2 separate regions of the Gossypium hirsutum genome follow, and region 1 is linked to region 2. The links are chromatin contacts, called in public Hi-C maps. All regions are on one chromosome and are shown on one strand. Each heading gives the region's core, a stretch centred on a gene start, on an enhancer-like site or on the middle of the called end of the contact. The rest is flanking DNA. Distances are from core to core; before and after follow the strand shown. Region 1 holds the start of LOC107918064. Region 2 holds the start of LOC107918031.

The links. Hi-C and Micro-C count contacts between places; a contact is called where the count stands out from the background.
Region 1: a contact with region 2 is called in a Hi-C map of leaf, with 2.1 times the contacts expected there. The contact joins the promoter of LOC107918064 here to the promoter of LOC107918031 in region 2. A contact is called at or near these places in 4 of 34 Hi-C or Micro-C datasets (leaf and petal).

What each region holds. Positions count from the first base shown.
Region 1 is chrA01:26,714,017-26,720,310 of Gossypium_hirsutum_v2.1, reverse strand. It overlaps LOC107918064, which reads right to left and starts at 2,908. Exons shown (of 7, transcript XM_016847567.2): 1 at 2,430-2,908; 2 at 2,097-2,154; 3 at 1,880-1,960; 4 at 1,740-1,775; 5 at 1,302-1,541; 6 at 1,071-1,212; 7 at 1-567. The coding sequence starts at 2,617. The coding sequence ends at 77. It overlaps LOC107916582, which reads left to right and starts at 3,971. Exons shown (of 6, transcript XR_005922368.1): 1 at 3,971-4,264; 2 at 4,857-4,919; 3 at 5,002-5,363; 4 at 5,465-5,589.
Region 2 is chrA01:26,387,948-26,394,693 of Gossypium_hirsutum_v2.1, reverse strand. LOC107918031 reads right to left here and starts at 2,611. Exons shown (of 3, transcript XM_016847524.2): 1 at 2,272-2,611; 2 at 1,871-2,185; 3 at 834-1,650. The coding sequence starts at 2,376. The coding sequence ends at 904.

The DNA.
Region 1 (6,294 bases), core at 1,659-4,158, 330 kb before region 2:
CCTTTTAGGAGTTTCATTGTGCTCTATGCCCCACTTCGCAAGCATTCCTTCTTCAAGCTGGAAAAGCAGAATATGTTTATAGCCTGGATCTTCGAATGCATTTGATTGGATTGAAATGGGAATTCCGCCGAGAAGTATACAGGTGTTTGCTTGAGAAATCTGATGACTTTAGATCCCAGCCTTCAACGTTCTTCGGAACACATGCGTCGAAAAGGATTTGACCAAGAACCCCGTGGAGATTGACGCTTGGAGGGTGAGCCAAATGGATTAAACCTTCCTTTTGCTCATCTTGCAAGGACCCAAAATCTCTACCTTCGTAATATTCTATCGAACTAGGCAAGAGGAAATTACTGCTTTGCACTAGAGAAGTTCCCTGAAAGTTCTTGTTTGGGCTTAAGGCTATTTTGCTGATATTGGAGATCGGCTCAGAGAATTCATCCTGTGCCCCTGCTGATCCAATTCGCTCACCCTCAAATTGTTGAATATTTCGGGAATACAAGGCAGCTGACTTACGAAGAAGCTCAGTCACGGCGGCCTTGTAATCAACTGGATAATGCCGATAATGACCTGCAAAGACCATTAATTGGAACAAGTTGATATGTCGAAACTTCAATGTGATTGATTTATAGATACAAGAAAATATAACTATTGCTACAAATGAAAGGAAGTTAAAACAGTCATCTGCATTAGCTAGGTTTATGTTGAAGATAAATACGCAACCTGTTTTATCATGCAAACATGGGTCTGGACCAGAAAATGTTTCTTTCAATTGTACAGCATAAACATGTGGTCCCTTTGATCTCTTTGTCCTCATTTAAGCATTTTGGTAAAGAAAAGACACTAAACTCCACTGCTGTCGGGACTTGTGTAAGGCAATCAAGAACTTAATGTTTCATAACGCTTGAAGATGAATGAATGACTACCCGTATTATATATAAGGCCCTGTCGTGCCATCTATTTTCTTTCAGTCTAAATATGTTTTACATCACCACTGAACCCCATTAAAAGCTTTTATCTGTGGTATGATCATGTACTAATAAGAGCAATTTCTCATAAGTTTAAAAACTAACCTACATGAGGCGAACCATTGAACTTCACAAGTTTTATATCACCTCCAAGTTGTTGTAATCTTTGAGCGAAATTGCAGATAATTTGATAAGGAGCAAGATCATCAGTTTCGGAGCATAATATGAGATACGGGGCCCCCATCCTCTGCAAAAGATTTGTAATTAGTGAACTAAATTGTTTTTCAAGAAAAAAGAAAACAATAAATTGAACAACGGTGTTTATTGTACACTTACAATTGAACCGTATAGAGTCTGCCAATACTCAGCACGATGGGACTCAAACCTGCTGAGGAAGAGAGCATCAAGACCAGAAGCAATGCCATTTGCTATCCATGATGCTATTCGTGGTGGATGAGACATTTGCAGAACTGTTGGGTGAACAACAAATCGGGCACCCAAGTCACTAGTAAAATCCATAGGACTAGAATCAAAAACATGGCCCGAAAAGCACTCCTTCAGCAGTTGGAGATCATCCTTCAATGGAAGTAAAACAATTCTCAGCAAATGCCATTATACCATCATTTGTTGATTTTTTTTGTCATATAGAAAAGATAAACAAGGATTTCCCGTATCGGTACCTAATAGCCCTAAAGAATAATTAAAAAACTGACTGCAATTGCATGATTTAAGAAGATAGTAAAAGGTTAGCATCTTAATAGAGGTATAACATACTGGATTTACTTGCACTTCACACAATCCCTCGATCATCTGCGACAAGCAAATATAAAGCTATATCAGCACAAGCAAACGGAAACAAGTATTAAACATATAAGGTAAAAAGCAATGGGTTTTCAAAGTTGTGAAAGAAATACCTGAAGAACCTTGTACATACAGGCCTTAGGGCCACCGGAAAAAGATGCAAAGACCACAGGGCATGGCCTAATCTTTAGCTCCTGCACAAAATCAAAAAGAGAAACCGAAAAATGGGGGAAATTTGAGAGAATTGATAAAAATACTCCTCTACCCATTCAGAGGGCCAGAATTAACACCTCTTGCAACACACAAAATTAAGATTTTTTTCAGTATTACCTGAACAAGTTCTTTAAGAAGATGAAGAGCTAAAGCAGCAGCCTTATCAGGGAAGAACCTGCACAGATTACAAAACATCAAAATCCCAGTTAGCCTTTAGCAGATTCACATAAAATCTCAGTTCAAAAGTATCAATCAAAGACATATGAGAATCTGCATAAATTCCAACCAATATCCCTCATTTCCATATTACCATAAGATTAAAAAAGAAAACCCAGTTTACAGCACGGGAAATCAAGTGCTACAGTAAGTCAAAAGCATCCACCAGCCAACAAAGAAATAAGATTAAATTGAAAGTAAATTCAAATCCAAATTTAGCTTAAAACCCCATACATGTTTAAGAATTCTGAATGGCAAACCAGAGAATCCCAACCCAAAGAAGCGTAAAGTTGAACATAGTTCTTCAAGTGCTTCTCTTGACTGGACATCCAAGCGAACACTACAACTATACCTCCTCCATTTTTCCTTCTTTCCACGCTTTCCTTTCTCCCCCAATAATATCTCCCCCCAAATCCCCACATTCTCTCTTCCTTCAACTCTTCCACTCGAATTACCAAGCAATAATTAAGCTTCTCTTCGTTCCACACAGCTCAAGAAATTAAAAAGAAAAAAAAAAGAAACTGCAGAGAATTTGATTCAATCTATGGAGCAAACTTGAAACAGATTAATAATGCAAGTCTGATTTTCTTTTCCCCTAGCGTTTTATAGGGAACTGTGAACGAAAAGTATGCCCGACTTCCTGCGATTGATTGTATCTTTCAAGTCTTGCAACCTAATCCTTGCCTCCTTGGAAATTTTACATGTGTTACCTTAATTTTCAGACAAAATATGTTATAATTTTTTTATAAAAGTTAGATAGTAATATTAAATGGATTAATTTAGTCAGTTTAGAAATTGTTGCAGGGATGGAATTAAATTGCATATCTTTACGATAGTAAAAATATAATTTTACTATGTTAATAATTTATATCTTTATAATTTTTTAAGATTTAAATTAAATTTTTATTATTTTTAAGAGTCAAAATATAATTTTACTATTATTAATTTAAAATTTTTATAAATTATAAAGGACCTAAATTGAAAAAATTTTCACTATAGGGGGACAGGCCCCTTCCAACCCCCTTTGCTCCGCCACTAAATTTAGTCTCTATATTATTAAAAAGAATTAAATAAATTCAAATTGTAATACTATTATAAAAATATATTGGAAAGTTAGTTGTTTGAATCGCAGTTTAATTCTAAACAAAATAATCCATTTACAAAACCGTAAAAACTTTAAAAATATTAACTCTGTTAAATATTAAATGATATTTTTTTAAAGGCTAAATTAGCTGATTGGGCTGTTTTTTTAATTAGGCCTTTAGGCCATTTTTAATTTTATTTAGGGAAATAGACAGTTTTAAGGAGAGAGAAACAGGAAGTCGCCTTTTACATAATTGGTAGGAAAGCGCGTCTAGTTAAGGCGCAATTTTTACTTTTTTAATATAATTAATTTCTTTAGTTGGATGGTTAAATGTTGGTGGTGTTGTTATTGAGTCTTAGGTTTGATTTATCTCCCAGTTAAATTTATAATTTTTATTTCATGTTATTCTAAGCTTCCTCTTTTTTTTTAATGAATGTTTTTAACATATTAGCTTTATTAGTTAAATGGATAAATAATAATGATTTTATCATTGAGACCTATGTTTAATTTCACTTTTCTAAACATATTTGTAATTTTTATTTTATATTGTTTCAAGTTTTTTTAATTAATAAATACATTGTTTTTAGTTTTTTTTTATTTTAATTCATCTTTTTATTTTTTTTGAAGGAATACTGGGTTGTATTTATTTATGCATAATTAAAAATATTATGATCTAAGAACCAAACATAGGCCATGCTCCAAACTAGGGTTAGGGCCTCTAGTAAACAAAGTTTAAAAAAAACAACGTTACCTAAAGTAAAACTGAAAAATATTGCCTAACATAAGGAAAAAAGAAAAACCCAGCCTTATGAGCTGTCAACTTCTAAATAGTTCTTTGAAAAATATCTGCATCCCAATCGACTAACTCTTGGAGAAACAAACAGTCATAGAGATCTAAAATTTTTTCTCCTACTCTCTCATTTGCTGGAGATGGTGTTGACTCAGTGATGGCCTTCATCTCCATCCCCTATCAATTTCTGAATCGGTGAGAACTTGAGTAACAAGCTCATGAACAAAGTATGCATTCACCCCCATTTTCACCCTTCAGATGCTAGGTTATGTGCTGCTCTATTTGCTGCTCTTTTTGCATGCTGGAATTTGCATCCATAAAAATTCGCCTTCTGCTCTTGAATATCATCAATATAAGGGCCGATTACCGATTTATCTTTTTTTTTGTTCATTTTTTTATAACTGTCAGAGAGTCGCCTTCGAAAATAACATATTTTATCCCCAATTCTTTTCCCACCATAACCGCCTGCAAACATGCTAAGGCTTCTGCTGCAAATCTTGAAGAAATCTTGTCATGGATGACCGATTTTGAAACCAATACATCACCTTTAAAGTTCTTGACTATTACCCTTGAACAAGATATATTTTTCCCCTTATCAAAAGGAGCATCGAAATTGATTTTGAGGAACCTGCTTTCCGGCGCCTTCCATGAATCTAAAACTGAGTATTTGGCATGGTGTTTTCTTTCCATATCTTGTAATTCCTGTAAATACTGTATTACAAACTGCGCTATTTCTGTTCTAGTTCTCTTATGTCCTCCGTGTACCCATTGATTCTTATTCGACCAGATAGCCCAAATGGCGCAGACAAAGATGTAGCATTCTTTCTCTTTACTGTGCAACAATACCCAGGTAAACCACTCCATATAGTCCATATGCGATAACTTGAGTGACCATACATAATTTAATTTTTTCCACATTTCCTTCGCAGCAGCACAGTCGCGAAAAATATGTTCCCTAGTTTCCAGCCCTTGCTTACATCTCGGGCAGATGGCGTTATTCGTTAATCTTTTGATTCTTAAATTCACTAGGGTAGGGAGGTAGTTGAGAGTGGCTCTCCAAACTGTAATACGTACCTTTGAGGGGAGATTACAGTTCCACAGTTTCTTGTAACATTTTGTAATTTCGGGCAAACTGTAACCATTACTATTGTAATCATTGCCTTGTAATAGTAGTTTGTAACCACTACGCACAGTATATTTACCCGATGCTTCACCCCTCCATATCAAAAGATCATTTTGTGAACGCTGGGCCAAAGGGATTTGCAGAATCTTTGGAACATCAACTTCCGAAAAGGTACTCCAAATCAACTCTGTTTTCCATGCTCTGATATTACTGTCAATAAGATCCGCAACCATTATGATGTTCTGCATTCTGTCCTTTTTGTTAATCAGTAGACCTGGCACATTTGGGACCTAAACATCTTCTTCTATACGAATGTCATGGCCATTCCCCACCCTCCAGCACAATCCCGATAGTAAGAGGCCCTTTGCTGCCCATATGCTTTTCCAGGTATAGGAAGGTAAATTACCTAAACCTGAATTTAAAAAATCAGTATTCGGATAATATTTAACTTTTAACGTTCTAGCCAAAAGGGAATTAGGATCGTCAATTAATTTCCAGCCTTGTTTTGCGAGAAGGGCCAAATTAAATTTTGCCAAATTGCGGAATCCGAGACCGCCACTCTTTTTTAACTCGCATAATTTGCTCCATAAACACCAGTGAATACCTCGTTTCCCATAACCTTTTTGCCACCAAAATTTTGCGATGATTTGTTCCATTTCTTCACATAATGATTTCGGCAAAAGAAATCATGCCATTGTGTACGTGGGGATTGCTTGTAAAACGGCTTTGATGAACACTTCTTTTCCGCCTTGCGATAATAATCTTGTACTCCAATTGTCTATCTTTAACTTTAGGCTATCCTTTAAATGTTGGAATACCAAACGCTCCTTCCTTCCCACCATATTCGGTAGGCTTAGGTATTTCTCAGAATTGTTTGCCCTTTTCAGTCCTAGACGATTCGATATGGTAGATCGAACATTTTCAATGGTATTTGAGCTAAAAAACACAGTTGACTTACTATAATTAATACATTTTCCAGAACAAATTTCGTATTCCTTGAGCACCTTTTCAAACGTTGCAATACCCTTGCCGGTCACTTCTCCAAATAAAACACAGTCATCAGCAAAAAAGAGATAGGAAATTTGAGGTCCCCTTCTACTTG
Region 2 (6,746 bases), core at 1,362-3,861:
TAAATATTTTTAACTTTCCACCGCAAATTTGTAGTTTTTGACGGTAATATCAAACACTTGAATTTAACAAACCACACTTTTTCACGCAACAATTTTCAAAGGTAACAACAATGTCAAACTGAGCCTAAGATTCGTTTACTGACTTGCTGCAAATTCCTGGTCTTTCCTATAGGTAGCAAGATGTCAGCTTTAAAATGACTGGGTCTTTCCTATAGGTAATAAGAAATCAGCTTTAAAATGTAGATACAATCACCATTCCAATGAGCGGAAAGATCTAAGCATACAAACCCGGATTAACATTCATTTGATCAAAATAAATAGTTGTTTAGATCCAGCAACATTTGCTAGGTTTCTACTCCCAGAACAATTACATGGAATAAGGAAGCAGTGGGAACAAGTTCATCCTATGAGTCGAAGAATGATTTCCAAAATGCATTAGTTTTAAATGAACGGTACTCATCAGGTATTAGAGACATGAAATATAAAAATCTCCAATACAAAACATGATTTGACTTAACTTTTACAAATACAAGGTAATCGAAAGAAAGAGCAGGAGAAGAATCTCAAAACAAACAGGTTGAAGGTCCATCTTTGCCTAAAATTAGAAGCATGGCCAGCCTATGATACAAGTTAACAAGAAACAGAGATCCTAACACTGCTGTTATCGTACAGTGAAGGATCTAAAGCAAATGCAAATGAGTGGAAGCTCTTTCATCACTCCCTTTTTTCCTTTTCTTTTTTTCTTTTTGTAAATATTATTTACAAATCCAATCCAAGGTGGGTTCGACATAAGTGACATGCATATGTTACACAAATCAACCGAAGATTCAACAGACAGATAATGGCGTATAGCATTGATCTGTAAATATCACCGAAAACAAAAACATCTTACAAGGTTTTCCACTACCATTTGACACCCAATGTCAGAGCCTCAGGAGGGACAAGAATGGATGGGAACTTTGTAAAAGAAATGTTTGACAATAAATTACTCCATGAGACTGTATCTACACTAACAAAAGGCCGGACCTTCTTTAACGTAAGGGGATTCAATTTGTCTCCTTCAACTCTTGTCATTACATCAAACCATAGTCTCTCAACAGTTGGCTTTGTCCTCCATTCAGCTAACATACTGCGAACACTCTCATTGTTCCCAATTTCCTTTTCCAACTCTAACTGGAAATGAACGATAGGTGATGCTTTAATTTTCACATTAAGAGAACCTAAAAACTGCTTTTCATTGTTTCTATCACCTATAAATGTCCTCAGGATTTTTTGTAACCTGGCTATCCTCAAACTTATAGAATCTATGGGGCAAGGTTGTTTCGTGTAACCATCACTGCCATAACACTTTTCAGGCAGCAGCTCAATAGTATCCTTGGATGGGAAATGAGTTTCAATGTGGGCATCAGGGTTCCGAGTTAGGAAGGCAGCAAGAGACACCGACCCTAAAACATGCACAGGAAGTAAGGACCTACAGAACGAATGCGAGAAGGGCAAATATCCACTACTCTTCTCCTTGACACCATTTTCATTTGCCGGTAAACCGAAATTAAAAGTATGGAAAAGATGGATCTCTTGAGCTCCATTTACTTGTAAAGTGATGCCATGACCAACAAGGACTCGTTTCAGATCAGTATGTGATGTGTTCAGCTGATGACCAAATACCCAAGCTTCAGACTACTACTATTGATAACTATTATTTGCAAAGGTCCAATTAAACACATAATTCAAATCAAACATTGATTAAGATAACTTTAAGCTATCTCTAAAGATTAACTAAGCCCCCCACCCCCCCCCAACAAAAAAAAAAACTCTCCTTTCTATGTAATTGATGAGGAATTAAAATAAAAGGGAAAAAAGAGAAGCATACCGGAAGGAGGAGGGAAGCTTGGTGACCGGGAGAGAGGCGTAACTCGAAGGGACCTTCCATTGTAAAAGGCTCGAGTACGGCCGAGGAATTAATTTCATTGACAAAATCAAGAAAATCGTCGCTATTTCGTCTGGTAAACTTTTTCAAGGAAGAAACTTCGTCGGGAAATTTGAAGAGCATATGAGTTTTTCCAAATCGGATCCGGAACTCGTATCTTTTGCCAGTCCCGAATCTAACCTTACTCAATTCCAGTTTTGAAAAATTAAGCCCTTCCGGTTCCCATTTCTGCTTCAAAGCAATCTTCTCAATTACATCCTGATCCGAAGGGGAAAAAACAAATTTAATGAGTATTAAGAAACTTTAATATCAATTATTTCTATTAATTTGATTTTTTTTCTTACCTGTAGGAGTTGAGGATTGTTTGATTGGAGAGGATTGAAAGCGAAGGATAAGATCTGAGAGAAAAGGAAGAAGAAGAGAAACGAGAAAACACGGCGGCTCATCATCGGTGATGGTTGCCTATGGTGCTGCTTTACCGGAGTTTAGGTTAGTGTGTACCGGATGGTAGACGATCAGATGAGTCACTCACTCACTCAACTCGCTCGCTTTGAACTACGTTTCCGTAACACGTTTCTGGGGTTGAAATTGAAATGACAGTTATGGGCTTGTGGGCCCAATCTGAGTACTAAGTTGGCGCTGATTTCATGGTCACGTACTCACGTTTAATGGGTGGTCTGAAATTGACCGCGTTTCCTATTTCTATTAAGAATTAGATATAAATAATAACTAGTTTTTTTTTAATGCATTATGAATTAGAATTACCACTTATTTGGGTTCAAAAAATAAAAGAATTTAGATAATATATGAAATTCAAAAAATAAATTTGAGAAAATTTTAAATTTTATTTTTTTATATGAGTCAAGCCTTAAACAATATATTTTTGCTGAAGACTAACTCGGCCCGAATATAAATTATGTTATAAAAATATTATATTAATTATATATGTTAAATAATAATTATATATATAATCATTAACCCAATAACAATTAAATCTATTACCTAAAATTTAAAAATATTTACCCAACTAAATAACTCAACCTAAAATATAAAATTTTAAAAATTTATTTAATACAATAAAATATTTATTATATTTATTTGTGTTTTTATAATAATAAAATATTTATTATATTTATTATATTGTTTTCTTATATAAATATTTTTAATGTATTTTTAATGTGTTAGAGAACTTTTATTTTAACATTTTTAGTGCATTAAATGTATTATATTTTTTCAAGAATTATTTTAAAATAAAAACAAATCTAAAAAACCAAATATGGACGGGTTAGGTTCGGTCTAGGTTTATCTTTCTTAACTTGAATTATGTTTGGGCAAAAATGTAAGCTTATTTTTTGGATTGGGCCCGAGCTTAAAAAATTAATCTAAATACTTTGCATGAACTCAATCCGAACTTGACCTATGAACGCCTCTAGCATAAATTAAGAATATGCATTTAATTAAATATATTATATTAATTTATTTAATTATGTTTTTAATAGTTTGCAATATTATAATTTGATAAGAATTTTGTAAATTTAAAGAATAATAATTTAGATAAAATGAAATTATTTTTTAAAGTAATAATTAATGTATTTAATTAGTAATCTAGAAAGCAATGAAATGTTAATTTAATTTAGGGACGAAGTTAGAAAATTTTTTGGGGGTCGAAATTAAATTTTATATTTTATGTTAATAAAAAAATGCAACTTTACAATTTTAATAGTTTATATCTTTATAATTATGAAAGGATTAAATCAAATTTTTATCATTTTTGAGGTCAAAATATAATTTTATCATTACTAATTTAAAATTTTATAAACTATAAAAGAACCTAATTAAAAAATTTTCTATAAAAGAACCTAATTAAAAATTTTTTTATTTTAAGGGTACCAAGGCTTTGCCACTGATTTGAAGCTAGTTTATGAATAATTGGATTCTAATTGGTGTGCTTGATTTTTCGAAATTAAGGTATTATTTATTTTATTTTACGATTTGTGGGAGATTATCCTTTTAAAATTTGTGACTATCTCTTTTAACAAAATTGTTTATAAAGTTCGAATTCGAATTCTCTCGTTAAAAAAGTATATTGTAGCTTTTTTAATTGCACCAAATACTTTTTTTTAAAGTAATTTTTTATTAAATAAATCTTTTAAATATTAATTTCCACCCAACAATTTGTAATCATTTATATAAATTATTTCATGTCTTTTTAATTTAATATTTAAAAATAAACATTTTATATTAATATAAATATTTTTTAGGAAACTAAAAACGAAATCCATTGAATAATGAATTTACATTATGCACGCGTGTCAACAGAGTATATTGTTTGTTACATTTTATAAATATTACCTTTTAATATTATATATACTAATTTTCTTATTCATGCAATGCACGAATTAATTATGTTTATAAAATTGTGAAATATAACATATTTATAATAATAATATAAATATAATTTATGCTTTTAATTATAAGGAAGAAAATTTAAAAGATAAAACTGCTATAATATGTGAATTTATCAAAATCTATATATGTATATATATTATAGGTAAATATGCAAAATTATTTATGAAATAGTTAGAAATTTAAAATATTTTAAAGCATATTATTTATATTAGGATTTAAAAACCCAATAAATGGAGAAAAAGGGTTTGAAGGGAATTAAAAAAAAAAGTTTGTTACTTAAGTATATTAGTTGGTATCATATATAATTATATAGAAGTTTTTCATTACTCTTATAATAATGCGTAAATAAACATACATGGTTATGCAGGGTATTGATTCTCATTTTTAAACCAATTAATAGGTACAGGTGAAGTAAGCAAAATTCCCATATTTTAGTGCAAAACATTGCTAAATATGGTATAGTTTTTAGGAATGCTAAAGCATATTGTTGTACAAAAATGATAAAATTAATATAAAAAGATACAATTATTTTATTCTATAAATAAATACTTGAATAAGTTTTAATCATTCTGCACTACTTTTAACTTTTAGTTCTTTTTGTAGAAAACCTAACTCCTCAAATAATATTTATTACTTTAATCTAACAAGTTGCTTAAGAAAAATATAAAGAAAACATGTAATTATACCAAATATATTTTTATTGATTTTTAGGGTTTTGAGGTTTTTAAACCGTTTAAAATATTCTTAAAATGTGTTTTGAGACCATTTTAATTTTCATATAAGTTCTTTCTAATAATCTTTTTAAATAGTATTAAATTTTGTTTTTTTTAAAAAATTAATAGTATTTGTAACACCCCATACCTAACCCGATCATCAAGTTCGAATTACAAGATGCCATATTCATTGTCAGAGCAACTAAGATCAATTATATACAAATTCAACCATTATAAATTCAGATACACATATTATATACATATAATGCAATACATATTCATTTTCGGGTCATATACGAGCTTACAAAAGCTCATTACTATCTTAAAGTCAAACAAGGACTAAATTGTAAAGTTATCAAAATATTTCAAGCCGGTGTCAAAACATCAGGGTTGCGGTGTTGCGACCCCCAAAACAATAAGTAGGCTCCCCAACTTAAGGACCAAATTGCAAAGTTTTTAAAATATTACAAAGTCAACGTCACGACATCAAACATGAGATGTCGCACGAGGATAGAAGTGATCATGGGTTGGGCCTCAACATAATTTTAGATCCGTTTTCTAAGCTTGGGCTCAACTTGAAATGAAAAATAGGCCTAAATTTTTTCCCAAGCTCAGCCCGGCCGTATTAAATTTTTTATATAATTTTTTTTTAAAAAAATATCAAATACACTAAAATATTAAAATAAATGTTTACCAATAAATTGAAAATAAATTTAAAAAGTATTTAATATTTATGCTTAAATAACACTAAGATATGTGCAACTTAGCAAGCAAATGCCTCTAAAATAGTAACAAAATTAACAATAAAATAAGAATTATACAATATTCAAACAATAACAACAAAATAGTAATAATATAATAACGAAATGATAGCAAAACAATGGCAGAATAACACAAAAACAGTGGAAACAACAATATTTTTTTGCAACGAGTTCGGTAAAAAAAAAAGCTTACCTGAGGCCCGGACCATTTACAAAACGGGCCTTTTTTTTGCCCAAGCCCATTTTTGGCGCCTATATTTTTGCTCAAACTATCCCACTTTTCGGATAGGATGGGTGGCCCAACCCATGGTCAGATATACACAAGGATGGTTGGCGTTGCAACTTCTTAGTTAAAATACCACAACTCCAATTTTCAATTGTTTCCAACCTATCATATGACAACAATAATTGGTTTTAAAACCCCAATTAACCATCCAACACATTTAACAAGTTCTTTATACAACACTAAGATAACAAAACCAATTTCATGCATGAATGACCATGTCCCGATGTGCGTGCCCTGGGCTTGTAAATCTAAAATTAAATATAAGAATTGAAGGGTAGTATTTACAAGTATACAGATCAAATAGCAATATAGTTTAAAGTGTTTACAACAGAACACAAGGAAGTATTACGGAGATTGTACCCAAGGGAAGTTTGTCTAAACTAAATTGCAATTCACACACTACTAAATCTAAATAGTAATCAATAATAATTATATTACGATAGTAAATAATAAAAAGATGATATAAAAGAACATAAAATCAAAACTAAAATAAACAACATAACTTCAATCAATTTGAGCAAACAAAAGATTAACTTGTATCCGTGTTCATGATTAACTTCAAATTCAAGTTTTAACAAATTAGCTAACGGTTAACCTAGTTAATACCTTTTGACTTATAACTAAATTATTTGATCGATGTAACCTACTTA